Linked DNA regions of Mus musculus: region 1 is linked to region 2. Evidence: chromatin contacts called from public Hi-C data. All regions are on one chromosome and are shown on one strand. The core of a region is the stretch at or near the end of the contact, and the rest is flanking DNA. Distances in the headings are between cores, read along the strand shown. Region 1 has its middle 230 kb from the start of Gm27211. Region 2 has its middle 13 kb from the start of Gm27211.

Evidence for each region. A called contact is a pair of places that touch in the nucleus more often than the background predicts.
Region 1: a Hi-C map of the G1E-ER4 cell line shows a contact between it and region 2, with 4 times the contacts expected there. The contact joins two enhancer-like sites. A contact is called at or near these places in 4 of 484 Hi-C or Micro-C datasets (the G1E-ER4 cell line, embryonic stem cells and myeloid progenitors) and 1 of 9 other capture datasets (embryonic stem cells).

The regions. Positions count from the first base shown.
Region 1 is chr9:73,413,785-73,421,275 of GRCm38.p6, forward strand. No RefSeq gene overlaps it. Among named protein-coding and RNA genes, the nearest start is that of Gm27211, 230 kb to the left of the region's middle. Within about 2 kb of position 2,612, at least 5 of the 459 cell types and tissues checked have an H3K27ac peak or open chromatin away from gene starts, as enhancers often do. A contact at or near this core is called in the G1E-ER4 cell line, where this site is marked.
Region 2 is chr9:73,175,472-73,183,016 of GRCm38.p6, forward strand. It overlaps the pseudogene Gm5745. Among named protein-coding and RNA genes, the nearest start is that of Gm27211, 13 kb to the right of the region's middle. Within about 2 kb of position 1,765, at least 10 of the 459 cell types and tissues checked have an H3K27ac peak or open chromatin away from gene starts, as enhancers often do. A contact at or near this core is called in the G1E-ER4 cell line, where this site is marked.

The DNA of each region.
Region 1 (7,491 bases), core at 1,362-3,861, 240 kb after region 2:
GCAGGACTCCCGTAGTCAGTGGAGGCAGGAGGATCAAAATCAAAAGTTCAAGGTCATTCTTGCCTACATCATGAGTGAAGTGCCTGGTCTACATAAACAACTGAGCACACAGACAGGTGTGGATCACTCTTCAGCATGTGGTGGCGGCTCTGCTGCTGTCTGCAGAGATATGTCTGTCCTTTCAGAATATGGATAAAATACATTTAACACCTGCCCCTAGCACCAGTCTGATTGGCTAGGAGGTCAAACCATGACTGCACCTCTCCCTTGCAGGAAAAAAAAAAAAAGTAGAGAAAACGCTCATGCAAAAGCCACTAAGCTAAAAACCAAGGTAGATTGGTTCAAGTGCTTTTGAAAGAAACAAGAAGAGGAGATTTATGGAGGCAGATAGGATCCTGACACTGTTGAAGGCTCTGTCGGAAAGGTCAGGCGAAGCTGATTGAGGATGAAGAATGCAGTAGGGAGAGTTATTCAAAGCTCTGCTTGGGAGGTAGAGGCTCACTTCAGAGTGATTATTTGCATACCCGTACCTGTCTGTCTCACATAGAAGGTTTATATTGAAAGACACGTTTTGTTTTTTTTTCCCCTAGCTGTTTTCATGACTCCCCTCCCCCACCCATGATGGTTTGAATTTCAATGTGTCAGCTGTGACTTTCTCACCCTTAATCCTTTAAAGAAATTCTCTTCTCTGTGTTTAAAGGCAGCTGCAGTCAGGGACCTGGAGGCTTCAGGTGGGCCTTGGGGGGCTTTTACAGGGCCAGCCTGAAAACCAAGCAATGCTTGAAGCAAAGCCAAACTCTGTTCTTAAATTTGGAACACAGCTCTTCTGGGACCATTTAGTTGGTACTTCTATGAGAAATAAAATAAGGGCACACTGACTGCACTGTTATATCTGGGGGACATTCTAGAAGGAGAAAGGCCGTGTAATGTAGCCGAGGAAGCAGAGAGCAGAGGAAAAGGGAAAGAATGACAGAAAGAAGTGTTGCATGGTGGGACATGACCCAAGGGTGAGCCAGTCTGTCTTCCCTTTGTTCCTTGCCCTGAAATCCATGGCATTAGCTGACAAAGCCATCATATGTCAGCAAACAGCTAGGAGTGAAGGCTTTCTGGGGGATCTTGGGCCACAAGCTTCGACAGGGTCGGTAACCCTCTGGGCTGCCGGTTTCTTTCCCTGGGCATGCCATTTACACTGGTTTCACAGAGCAGATTCAGCAGGATCCCATCAACAACTAAAAAATGTCTCTACTTACTTTTCATCTCTGGTTCTCGGGAACACCCGTTAGCTGGATAAAATGACTCAGAAGGTGTTTACTGGTAAATTTGGTAGCTAAATGTAAAGCGTTCATCTGGCTTCATTTTCAAATGACTCCTAGAAGCAGGCTGGGTATCTGTTATGGTTGGAATGTGAAGTGTCCCCGCTAGGCCTAGAGTTTGAAGGCTTGGCTCCCACTGGTGGTGCTGTGTGGGGAGCTTGTGGGACTTTCAGGAGGTAAAGCCTTATTGGAGGAAGTGTGTCTCTGAGCCTACGCGTGGCATGGTGTCTAGCCTGGTCCCACTTCCTGTTCCCTCTCTGCTTTTGTGGAAGCTAAGTGACCCCTGTGCATCCTGCTTCTATGGCTGTGCATTTCCTCTGAAGTTGTGAGGCAGGTCGCAGCATCCTTCCTCTGTGAAGTCACATCTTGTCAGGTACTTGGTCGCAGCAATGAGGGAAGAAATGTGGGATCCTCAGAGTGAGGCCCAGTGGGTGTCTCATCCCTGCACAGGAGGTATCTGAGCACATCAAGGATGCGATTCACGGGTCAGGGTAGTTTATTTTTGCATAACAAACATAGGGATGTCAAATTAATTGTTGGACACCCCAGCCAAACTACCCGGTGACTTCTGATTGTTCCTGTCTTTAGCCTCATTGGTTCTATTGTTGGCTTGCTTGCCTCCTAGTGTCCTTGCATAGGGGTCCCTGACTAGCCTGTACATAAATGTGGCTTGTCATTTTTCTCCTCCTCCTATGTCCTTTGTTCCCCCCCCCCCATGTAGACTTAATTGGTCCCTGAAAAGGTCTTGAGATTGGGGCTCAAGAAGGACACTGAGGCAGTGTCATTTAGGAGTTTATTAGGAGAGCTATTGATGGGGTAGATGACAGTAACATGGTGATGGCTTTGAGGGGGGCTCAGGCTCTGAAAGTGGGACCCCATCTTACAGGTCTCTCTCAGAGAGAATGGGGAGGGTGGGTGCCCGGGGAGGGTGGGTGCCCATGTGCTTGATGAGTCAGGTTGTCTCTGATGGTAAGGCAGTAGGGAGTGGCCAAAGTTTTGATCCTTTTAGGTAGCTGTGTGTCCATCACACAGGATGTGTTTTCTGTCCCCTGGTGGCAGAGGGTAAAAGTACCATCAGACTCTCAGTGTGTGTGCTGGGAGTGTCCGCTATTTCTTTACCATAGCTCTGGAGCAGATTGAGACAGGCTGCTGCCAGTGAGCATTGACTGAATAGCCATTAGCCCAAGCCCAACTCGCCCCACCCACATTTTTAGGCCAAGGCCACTGAACTATCGTCTCAGCTACTCAGAAAGAGGGAAGCTTTGGGGTGAGAGGAAGCTCTGAGTTCATTAACACAGTGACCTTAGCCCAGTTGCTTAATATTTTTGTAAGCTTTTAAAAAACGTAACTCCTAAGAGTACCTGGCTCAGGAAGGGTTTGATAAAAGTTACCCGGAAAGGCTTGCCCTATCGCTGGCCTGTAGTGACATTTCAGATGACTAAGCAATAACGATTCTAACTGCCGTGTCCAGCTGTCTTAGACTTTATTTTGTGTCAGTTTGAAAGGTCTTCTGTGTTTAGTGAAAGGTTTCTGATAGGGTGGGGGCTGGAGAGGGACTCAGAAGTAGAAGGGAAGCAGAAGGCGTGGCCACCAACACCTGCTTTGATAAAATCTTACCTTGCCAGGTGAGAGAGCCAGGCTGCTGGATGTGTGCTAACCAGGGACTCACAGTGTCTCGCAGGTGCCTGTCAGTGTCTGTGAGAAGGGTAAGGTGCTGCCTGAGCAGCAGCTGGATTCTAACATCCCATGCAGACAGCGAGAGAACTCACTGGCTTTTCCTGTTCAGACATCTTCTACCTCTGAGGATAGGAAACTAGTCTCTAGGGAACAGGCTCCTGGGTTTGGGGGCACGGTATCCTTGCAGCTGCAGATCCCCTCTTCTCCTTTTCTCTGTTTTATTTCTCTGATCGATTTTAGCCCATACTTTGCCCCCATGCCACCATAGCTCACAGCAGTAAACACATTTCACTTTAGTTGAGATGTGGCACACGCCTTTAATCCTTGCACTTGGGAGGCAGAGGCAGGCGAATTTCTGAGTTCGAGGCCAGGGCTACACAGAGAAACCCTGTCTCGAAAAACCAAAAGAAGAAAAAGATGAAGTTCTGTCATCCCGATCAGTTTATGGATTTGGGGGGTAGGACGGTATTAGGTGGGCCAGAGGTCTGTAGTGAGCCTACTTGGTCTTTTTAGATGGCACAAACCCAGGTTCACAAGGACAACCGGGCACTTCTGGTCAGTTATTGAGCATCTTCTTCAGACCACAGTGTAATGATTAGGTATGCAGATAAATTTGGGGACATTTTAATGGATTCCATGCTCTTGAAATCAGCTCTTAGAACTCATTGTGGCTTCTGAAATTTCCTACAGTGAACAAAACCAGCACATCTGAACTTTGCAAAATTAGAATGTTTTCTCGTTGGAAGGGCTGGTGGTTTATTTTTAGAAATGCCAAGGACACTGAAGTGGTTAACAGTTCACAGGCAGATAATTTTTGGTAATTATGACTACTAAAATTACAGGTTTTTTTTTTTTCCTCAGAATTTTATCTGGATTCCTAAAATATGTTTCCTGTAGATTCCCCAGTAGAATGGGACAATTAAAAAAACCCTATTTTTATTAAAAATTTATGCTTTTTTGGTATTTATTATTTATCACACCAACTGTGATTATTGCATAAGGATGTGCGGGACTGTTCCTATTTGCCTTGGATCTTGGAATCATTTGAGGTTCCATGTAAATTTTAGAAGTCTTGTTTCTGTGAAAACAGTTAGACGTTGGGAGGGATTATATGGAATCTGTGTATTACCATGTGTGTTACCTGCTTCTCTGTGGCTGTGATAAAACACCATGACCAAAACAACTTATGGAGGGAAGAGTTTACTTATTTTTATGGTCCCAGAAGGACAAGATCCATCATGGTAAGGAGAAGAAATAGCAGCAGGAGCCGAAGCAAGAAGATGAGGGGTCACTACTTCAACTGCAAACACAAAGCAGGAAACAAACCAGAAGTGAGAGAGGCCATGAACTCTTAAAGCCTGCCCCCAGGGACATGCTACCTACAGCAAGGCCACGCCCTCTAAGCCTCCCCAAACAGGGCCACCAATCTGGGATCCAAAAGTTCAAATGCATTAGCCTTGGGGGACATTTTTCATTCAAACCACCACACTTTGACTTGTGTGAAGAGTGAGTCAATCCCCAGGCAAAGGATGTCTCTTTACTGTGTCGTCTTTGGTTTCTTTCACAGATACTTTGTAATTATAAATGTATGTATTGTATCCTTCTTTGGTTATGTTCCCCTCCCCAGGAAGTATATTTAGTTACTTTTTGGGTGCTATTGTAAGTGGAATTTTCTTGATTTCCTTTAAGATGTTTCATACTAGGGTAAAGAAATACAAGTAATAATGTATGTTCATTACCTACTTGCAATTTTATCAAATTTATTTACTTTTTCAAGCTTTTTTTTTTTTAATTGGTAGATGCTTGGGGTTTACTTTGTATAGCATCATAGTAAATGAATGTAGGGATGGTTTTATATCTTCCTTTATGTTTTGTGTTTTTGTTTTTTTGGTTTTTTGTTGTTGTTGTTGTTGTTGTTGTTCTTGATTTACTGGTAGCCTCTAGTTCTGTGTTTTATAGGAATGGGAGAGTAGACATCTGCTTTGAAGCAAATCATTGAGGAGAGACTACAATATTTCCCATTGTTCTAGTTTGGTTTATGTTGCTGTGATAAAAACACCAAAACAAAAGGGAAAGGAGAAGGTTTATTTTAGCTTACAGGTTACAGTTCAGCACTGAGGGAAGGAAAGACAGAAACCTGGACTAGAAACTGAGGCAGAACCTGCTTCTATGAGGGGGCTCCCCTACCCATTCACCCAGTCCCTGACTTACCACCCTACCATTCTCCTAAGGGAATCAAGCCTTCTACAAAGATCCCATCTTATATATTTATCAATAAATACTGGAACTGTTAAAAAAAAAAAAAGAAAAAAGGAAAAGAAACTGAGGCAGAGACAAGGAGGAAAACTGAGTACTGGCGTACTGCTTCTGGATTGCTCGGCCACTTTCTGCTTATGTAGCCCGGGACCACTAGTGATGAGATTGCCCATAGTGGCCTGTGCTCTCTTATGTCAATTAGAAATCAAGTAACTATCCTATGGACATGCCCATAGGCCAATATGAGAGAGACAATTCTTCAACTGTGATTTGCTCTTTCCAGGCATGCATATCAAATTGACAACCACAATTAGCTGTCACTCACATTGATTATAATGCTTGCTGTGAGCTTCTAAAAAGTGGATTTATCATGTTGAGGAAATTTCTTTTTGTACTTAGTTTGTTGAAGATTTTTTTTTTCCAGGAAAGAATGTTGAACTTAGTGACATGATTTTTAAGACTCAATTGAGATAACACATTTCATGGCTTATTTTATTGGCATGGCTTACACTAATTGAGTGGTCTGTGTTTAAAGCAGTCTTGCATCTCAGAAATCAATATCACTTGATAATGATGTGTGCTCCTTTTAATGTACTCAATCTGTTGGTATTATTTTGCTCAGTAGATTTGTATTGTGTCCATCAGAAGGGCTAGCCTGAAGCTTGCTTCTGTTGTGTTCTCATTGTCTGTCTTTGCTATCGGATAGTGCCAGCTTTATACAATGAACTTGGAAGTTTGGCTTTGGCTTTCTTTTTGAGAAATTTACAAGTAATTTGTGAATTATTCTTGGAATATCTGGTAGAACTCAGCTGTGCTGCCATTTGATCCTAGGCTGTTGTTTAGTGGTGTTTCTTGGGTGTTTTGAGTTTTTCAAGACAATGTCTCATGTAGCTCAGGCTATCCAAGGGTGATCTTGAACTTCTGATATTACTGCTCCTTCCTCTTCAGTGCTAAGATTATAGGGGTTTACCAACGCTCTAGCTCTATGTGCTACTGAGAACTGAACTCAGGGTTTCATGTATGCTAGTTAAACACTATACCGACTGAGCCATGTCCCCAGCTCTCTTGAGAGACTTCTCTCTCTCTCTCTCTCTCTCTCTCTCTCTCTCTCTCTCTCTCTCTCTCTGTGTGTGTGTGTTTAATCCCATCTCTTTCAGACTATAAGTTTGAACATGCAGTAACTTTCTGGTTGGTAGCATGTTACTATTTTTTCTCTATTCTCCTACATTATAATTTTATTCTTTCTATTATTCAATTAAATTCGATCCTTTCTATGATTCTTTTTTATTCTCTATATTCTTATTATTGAATTTAAGCCATTTACATTTACTGTAATAGTATACGAGGATTCACTGTTGGCACTTTGAATTCAGTTTCATAGATGCTCTATTGTTTTCTTCCTCTGTTGTTCTGGCATTTTGATTCCTTTTCATTTTTTTTTCATAGACCTTTACTTTTCAATTTTCATGAGACTTATATAAATCATCCTTTGGTTATCTTAGTCTAATTTTCACTGATACTAACTTTACTTCTATTCAAGAGACAGGCCATTTTGAATGAAATTTATACTGGGATCATAAGTTTTTCATATTCTAGAAAGCATTTACAATTGTTACTTGCAATGTTTGTCTTTGGCCAGTCCAAGCTACATGTCAAACTGTCTTAAAAACCTCAAAGCACACTAGAAACTTGCATCACATAAATGAGAGGTCTGGGTGATACTGTCATGGACTGGAAGATTCCATTCCCTGTTATAGAGTGGCCATGGCATCTTTCACTTATATAGTAGAAAGTGACAGTCATTCGGTCATTTCTCTGGTCACTCAGTCAGTGGGCATTATTGGACACCAGGGACCAGGTATTCCCCTGTCTTAGTGACACAGCTGTAAAAACAGCAGAATCCCTTCCTGCCTTCTATAGCCAAGAGGCTGCAGCTTTCCATCATCAAAACAGTGTGCTTGTTTGTTAATCCAAACCTCTTAGATATGAATGACGCCAGTTCTATTAGGGAGAATGATAACTGCTCTGGTGACTGGGTAGGACAATCATATTAATTTGTAGTGGACAATAAAAATAATATTAGTATAAGCCTTATAATTTTTATTTTAAATACAGAAGTTTGATAGTCTATGGGTTTACAAGCAAGCACACTGGCTCAAGTTCTCTGCTTGGTAGAAAACTAGAGCATCAAGAGGCTGGATGTTTCTTCCATCTTCTAAAATTAGGTTCCTCATGGGAACTGTTG
Region 2 (7,545 bases), core at 515-3,014:
CAGCTCCTCCCGCTTTCTCTTGGCACGGATGTGCGTGCCCACCCTCTTCTTGATGAACTTAAGTGCCCGCTTGTCCTTGGACACTTTGAGCAACTCCATGGCGCGCCGCTCGTAGGGCGCGAAGCCGCACACCTCCCGGATCATGTCCCGCACGAACTTGGTGTGCTTGGTGAGGCACCCGCGGCGCCGGCTGTGTCTCGGCTTGCTGACATTCTTCGTCACCTTGTGGCCCTTGTTGAGGCCCACGGCCATGGGGTAGCGCAGGGCCATGTCTGCTGCTCTCCGATGACTCGATGACTGCAGGGACAGCAAGAAGGCGGTTTTGAGGAAGGCTAAGGAACAGAAAGAGTCTAGTGAGGCTGGGGTGAAGAAAGCAAACGGGCGTCTGTAAAACAAACATATTTAAAAGTGTAGGTTGCTTTTGTTTTTTTGGAGACAAGGTTTCTCTGTATTGCCCTGGCTGTCCTGGAACTCACTCTCCACATTTATTCTTTATTTTATTAAATTTTATTTATTTATTGATTGATCGTATATAAGTACGCTATAGTTGTCTTCAGATACACCAGAAGAGGGCATCAGATCCTATTACAGATGGCTGTGAGCCACCATGTGGTTGCTGGAAATTGAACTCATGACCTCTGGAAAAGCAGCCAGTGCTCTTAACCACTATGCCATCTCTCCAGCCCCCCACATTTCTTCTTTAAATGGGATACCCGAAAGGTGTGTGTGAAGGGTGTGTGGATATACATACCTTCATGACGTGAGAGAAGACATGCCAAGGAGAGACTTTTGTGCCTCTCCTTTTGGCTACAGGAGATTGGAGTCTTCTCAGGAATCTCATGCTGGGGAAAGGTTGAAGCCTGGTTGGTGCCAGGCAGCGCAAGGACTTTTTTTCCTTCCAGAAAGAGATTTCATACAGTTCTTAAAACTTGTCTAATTACCTTGCAGGTGATGTCTGAGACCATACTTTGACCAGGATGGCTTAGCTATGCATGCCTCTTGCCTTCTACTTAAGCCTAAACTATATGTCAGGACACCCCCAAAGTAGAACTGGGGTTAGTAGACTTTTTTGTTACTCTTCCCAGTATGACCACATTGAACAGATCTCTTTTTCTCTGCTTTCCAATATTATTTATCTGTTTAAGATTGGGCTGTTGAGGGTGGGTGGCTGAGCTTATCTGCTTAGGGTTGTTAGGCCCAGACTCTGACCTTAACTTTGGCTATAGGACTCTAAATGGAAAGTTGTGTGTGTGGTGGTTTGAATGAAAATGGTTCCCATAGACTACTAGGGAGTGGCACTTTTAGGAAGTGTGGTTTTGTTGGAGTAGGTGTGGCCTTGATGGAAGGAGTATGTCATGGGGGTGTGGGTGTAAGGGGAATGGGTGTGAGGGGTGTGGGTGTGGGTGGGCCTTGAGGTTTCAGAAGAAGTCTAGACCCAGTGGCACAGTTTCCTTCCTGCTGCCTGAGGATCCAGATATAGAACTTTTAGCCCCTCTTGAGCACCATGTCTGCCTGCTCTCCACCATGCTTCCTCCATGATGATGTACTAAACCTTTGAACTCTAAGCCAGCCCCAGTTAAATGTTTTCCTTTATAAGGAGCTGCGGTAGTCACATTGTCTCTTCATAGCTGGAGAAACCCTAAGGCAGTGTAGAATATCTCAGCGTAGGATGTTGAACAACTGAAAGAGGTTGATGACCTGAGTTTGATCTCTGAAACCCATGTTGCAAGGAGAGACCAGACTCCTGAAAGCTGTCCTCTGGCTTACACACGTGTGTTGTGGCCCATGCACACCTGCACTTGCAGACATCATGGACACAAATACAGATGTATTAGTGTATGCTGCGGGAGGGTCTGAGAGGTCTACATGATGGAAAGCAGTCAGGAGGAGACTGAAGTTAGCACTGGGCAGAGAGCTTGAGCATAGGAGCCCTCAAAGCCCGCCTCCACCGTGACACATTTCCTCCAACGAGGCCACACCTCCTAGTAATGCCACTCCCTGTGGGTCAAGCATGAAAACACACGAGTCTGGGGGGGGGGGCAACCAAACCTATTCAAATCACCACAACACAATAGTTGTAACAGTGATAATAATAAATATAATAGAAACTAGAAAAGCTTTCAAGAAAAAAAAATATTATTCAACTTCACAGTCCATATGCAACCAAATCTTAAACTGATCCAATGAGAGGAGAGAGAGTGTGGGTCTGGACAGGGAGCCTGGATATACCTACAGCCGTGAAAGCAGAGTACCTTGAAACAAAGAGTTAAAGGGGTTTGAAGATGAAGGACAGGACAGACCAGAGGGTGAAGAGGAGAGAGAGGAGCCCAGCCAGGACAGAGGCAGAGGCTGGCATCTACAGGAAGGAAATAGCCCATTGTGTTTATCAGTACAAATGTTAATAATTTTTAAAGTATTCGTGTGTTGCAGTAAATCTCCAACCCAAATATGCCCCAGCAATGAAAACACAATATGAATTCATGCTGTGTGCCTAGATTGGGCAGATCTACCGCTACGTTACCATCTTCCACATCTATGAGACCCCTTAGAATTTGTGATTTCTCCAGGCCATGGGCTTCTGCTCTGCTTTTCTTTTTCTTCCTCCTCTGTGTCCTCTTTCTCTCCCATTTTCTTCTCTCTCTCTCTCTCTCTCTCTCTCTCTCTCTCTCTCTCTCTCTCTCTCTCTCTCTCTCTCTCTCAACTTTCCACTCCACATTCCCTTTATCTGCCCAATCATCAGCTCTATTTTACAAATTATGGTGGGAAGAAGGTTTACAGGAAATCACCCAAGTGCTGACTCATTCCTTGTTCACAACGCCTCACAGGAGAACAGAATTAACATCAAATATAATTAGCCCCAGGGCTATCCACAATATTCTTGTTGTAGCAGTATAGACTTTTATTTCCCAAGCCTTTGGTAATATTTTCTATTCACTCAAATGCCTTTTTGCAAAGATGTGTTATGTAGAAATTAAAGATAGGAGCAGCCCATCATAAGAGAAGCATGAGACACACAGGAGTGTGTGGGAAAGGGTCCCTGACCTCACTCTTCACTTAGAGGCAGAAGTGTGGGGTCATCCCAGAGCCAGAACTGGGCAGGATGGCACTACGTTCCCCTTCAATCTGAAAATAGTGATCTTTAATCTTTCTTTATCTAGACACTGTGAAATAGGTCAATTCCACGTGATATCTGGATTACACATATTTTAAAAAGCTATTGTGAATTTTTATTAGGGTGCTGGTGAGTTAGAACTCTGGAAGCAAGGTTGAAAGCCAGAGCTCCAGTGGTCCGCACGAAGAGGACGGCAACCTTTGAAGTGGCTCTTCTTTTTAAGTATGGGAATAAAGCTGTCTTTAGTTTAGCCAAGAAATACCTATTTGTCTGTGTCTCAGGAGGATCTTGTATAAAAGTGGGTCTTTGCCATGGTGACCCAGGAAGCGGAGGGGTTCGCCGCTATTATTTCTTTTCACAGCTCCGAGGGCACATCTACTGCCTTTGAATGTCCTTCTCAATTTCTCCTCTTTTGAAGCCGTGGAAAACCCCAGCTAACTACAGAGCAGGGGGATGGCTGCTCTTTATAATGTTCACTCTGCTTTTAATACCGACTAGCCAAGAACAGTGTGTGTTCAACCACACCACCCAGTTGCTTTTGGAGAGTCCTGATTGTTTTGATTAGATGATGAACTGAGTTGGGCTCACAGGTTGGTTCCCCCTCTCTTGCCCAGTGTTAAAATACCACAGCAGCCACAAGGAAGGAAGCCAGGAGGGCTGGAAGACCCACGGAAACAAACAACTAAACTCACAGGGACCCCGAGGCATAGGCTGTGCCTGAGCTTCAGGTTGTGAGAAATATCTTGCTTCAGAAGAAGCCTGAAGACCAAACTGTCTCTGTCTGGCATGGACGCCAATGGCCTCCAATGGCTAACACATTCTTGTGGAGTGACTAGTCCAAAGCCAGGCATGTTTGTAAATATAAAATGCTTCTAAGCAGGGCCAAGAAAACAAAACAAAACAAAACAAAACAAAGGCAAAGTATTTTTCCCCATGTTCATTTTTTTCTTTCATTAATTTTTATTTTGAGACAGGGTCTCATGTAACCCAAGCTGCCTTCAAACTTGCTATGAATGACCTTGAGCTGATCTCTCCACTCTGTAATCAGCCTGCCTGTCCAGAATGGAGCTAAAGAGATCCTTTGTTCCTCCATTTAGCTGTCAGACTAGTGAAGCAGTGGACCCTAAGAAATTATAAGTTCCCTAAGACTCTCTTCCTGACCAAAGGAGAGGATGAGGCCAAAGGGTCAGCTAGGGAGGCCAGTCTAATATCTACCAGAGGATGCATGTTGACTCTATGGAAATGCTCACGGCTGTGACACAATTTCACATAACTTCTGCATCTGTGACTCTGGCATCCAAGGTTGCTCTTGGAACTAAGCCTGTGGAGACATGGAGGAACTACTGTGTAGTCACACTGTGAGTTAGGATTTTGACTTGTGAATTTTGGGAAAATAGAATTCAGTTCATAATATATTGGAATTAATTTAATCTATCTTTTCCCTTTATAAGAGTTACAAAATCAATATAATTGAGAATACATGGTTTATTCTGCATAGATTTTCTCTTGCTTTTATTTTTCACCCCCACTGGTTCTCATTCATTTACAAACAATTCAATTTTAAAAAAATATTTTACTTTTACTTATGTGTATGTGTCTGTCTGTGTAGTGTCTGCCAAATGTGGGCAGACATCCAAAGTTTCAGAAGAGGGTATTGTTAGATCTCCTAGAGCTGGATTTATATAGGCAGTTGTGAGGGGCCTGAAGTGGGTTTGCTCTCTGCAAGAGTATATTTGTTCTTAACCACTGACTTACCTGTCCATCTCCCTTAACCTATTTCTCCTTAAAACTTTAATTAAAATATAGCTACACTTTTTTCCTTCCTACCCTTCCCACGTCTGGTTCTCTCTTCCTACTCAGTGTTATGTTACATATAAATGAATCAACATCTAAATACAATCTGCTGAGCCTATTCAGCGTTGCCTGCGTGTATGTTTCTAGGGCTAACCACATGGAATCATGGGACCCATCTTGGGGAAGACTAACTCTCTGACTCAGCACTTATCAGTTGCCTATGGGTCTTCACCTAGGGGTGGGGCCTCATGGGATTTCCCCCATCTATATTAGGATGTCAATGGCTGTTGGAGTTGTTCAGGTCTTGTTGTAGATAGCCCTGTTGCTGAGATTTCACCGGTGTAGCTTTCCTGGCATATCTAGGAAGGCACAGCTTCACAGCAGACTTCCTGGTCTTCTGGAACTTACAATTTCTCCACACCTCTTCTTCTTCAATGTTGCCTGTACCTTAGATATAGGGGCTGTGCTGTAGATACCTCAGCTGGGACTGGACTTCATAGTCAGCTGTTTTCTGCATTTTGATTAGTAGAGGTGTCTTAGTTAGGGCTCTACTGCTGTGGACAGATACCACAACCAAGGCAAGTCTTATAAAGGACAATGTTTAATTGGGGTTCAGAGGTTCAGTCCATTATCATCTAGGTGGAAGCAAGGCAGCATCCAGGCAGACATGGTACAGGAGTCTCTGAGTGTTCTACATCTTCATCTGAAGGCTGTTAGAATACTGATTTCCAGGCAGCTAAAATGGGGGTTTTAAAGCCCACACCCATGGTGGCACACCTACTCCAACAAGGCCACACCTACTCCAATAGGGCCACATCCTCTAATAGTGCCACTCCCTGGGCCAAGCATACATAAACCATCACAATAGGCTTCCTGTAATTGTTTCCTTCTGCTACAAAAGGAAGCTTTTCTGGTGAGTGTTGAGAGCTACACTTAGCTGTGAATATAAAGCAAGTATTTAGAATGCAGTTGGAAATTATATCAGCTTAGAAAAGTTTTTAGTTCTCCTCTATTACCCATGGCCTCCATAGCCATGAGTAGTTGGCTCTGTTTATAGTACCAGGCATGAGTTCCCTCCTCTTAATCAGGCTTTGAGTCCAATTAAAGAGTTGTTGGTTACTGCCAAGATGTAAGTGCCACTGTTACATCTTGAGGGATACCCTAAAAAGATGTGATTATTAGAAAATTTAAAATTACACACATGGTTTGCATTACATTTGTTGTTGTTATTTTTGAGACAGAACCTCATGTATCCTAGGCTGGTCTTGGAGTTGCTATGGAGCTGAGGATGACCACGGATTTCTGATTCTCCTGATCCTTTTTGCTTTACCTCCTGAGTACTGGGACTACTGGCAAGTGCCTCGTGCCTGGGCTTATGTGGTGCTGGGGCCTTAAACAGCTAGGGAAACATGGTAGGCACTCTACTCACTTAGCCACATCCCTGCCTCATTCCGTTAAATTTCTGTTGGACATTAGGTCATCCTGTGAGATTTCTTGGTACACTGTTATGGATGTCTTTTTTTGGTAACTTGCGTACCTGCCACAGACACATGCTTAGTTTTCTTTGTTGGATGTGAATTGAATGGGCCCCATGGATAGTGGGCAGGTTAGGAGGGATTGCTGGGCACTGATATTAGTAAGATTCTTTGTCCTTGCCCTGTTGTTCCTCCCCTCCCCCGCCAGCTCCCCACCCTCCACCTCCACTAGACAGCATTTCTCTGTGTAGCCCTGGCTGACCTGGAACTTGCTTCGTAGACCAGGCTGGCCTTGAACTCAGAGATCCACCTGCCTCTGCCTCCTGAGCGCTGGGATTAAAGATGCGTGTCATCACCTTATCCTGGTTTACACCCGCATGGCGTGTAGTTGATTCTGTTCACTCTGAAGTAAAGGAGCATAGACATCATGGCAACTGGATAAGCTTGGATGGAGGCAAGATTAGCTAAGGCAGGGGACATTCACAGTAGGTGCCGACATACCTGCAGCCCTTCAAGTCTTCTCTGCACTCTAGTGCCTTTTCTGTCTTTAAATTTAGGTGTCAGAATGGAGAGAGGCAGAGCTTGAGGATTTTCACCAAGAGGGACACAGACAGTAAGACGAGATGAGTACTATAACTTACAGGCGTCCTCACAATAGTGGTTTGAAAAGACAACTAATGAATATTTTGAGAATGAGTTGAACTGGATTTCTTGAGACTATGCAACTATGAAAGAAAGAAGGTGTTCTAGTTTCCTTTCTGTTGCCGAGATAAAACAGCAGCAAATACAACTTAGTGAGAAAAGGATTTATCCAGCTTACAATTCTAGCTTACAATCTATCACTGTAGAGAGAGTCAAGGCAGGAAATTGAGACAGCTTGTTATGTCATATGTACAACCTAGGGCAGAGAGAAATAAATACATGTGTGTCTACTTGTGTTTAGCACCCTCTCTACTCTTACAATGTCCAGGATCCCCTACCTAGGGAATGGTGCTGCCCACAGTGGGCTGGGCTCCCCTACATCAATTAACAACCAAGAAAATCCTCCTGGCCACCAGATGTGCTCATAGGAGAGCCCAATCCTGATAGTCCTTCATTGAGACTCTTTTCCCAGGTGATTCTTGATTGTGCAAGTTTACAAAATTACCCGTTACAAGTGGGAAC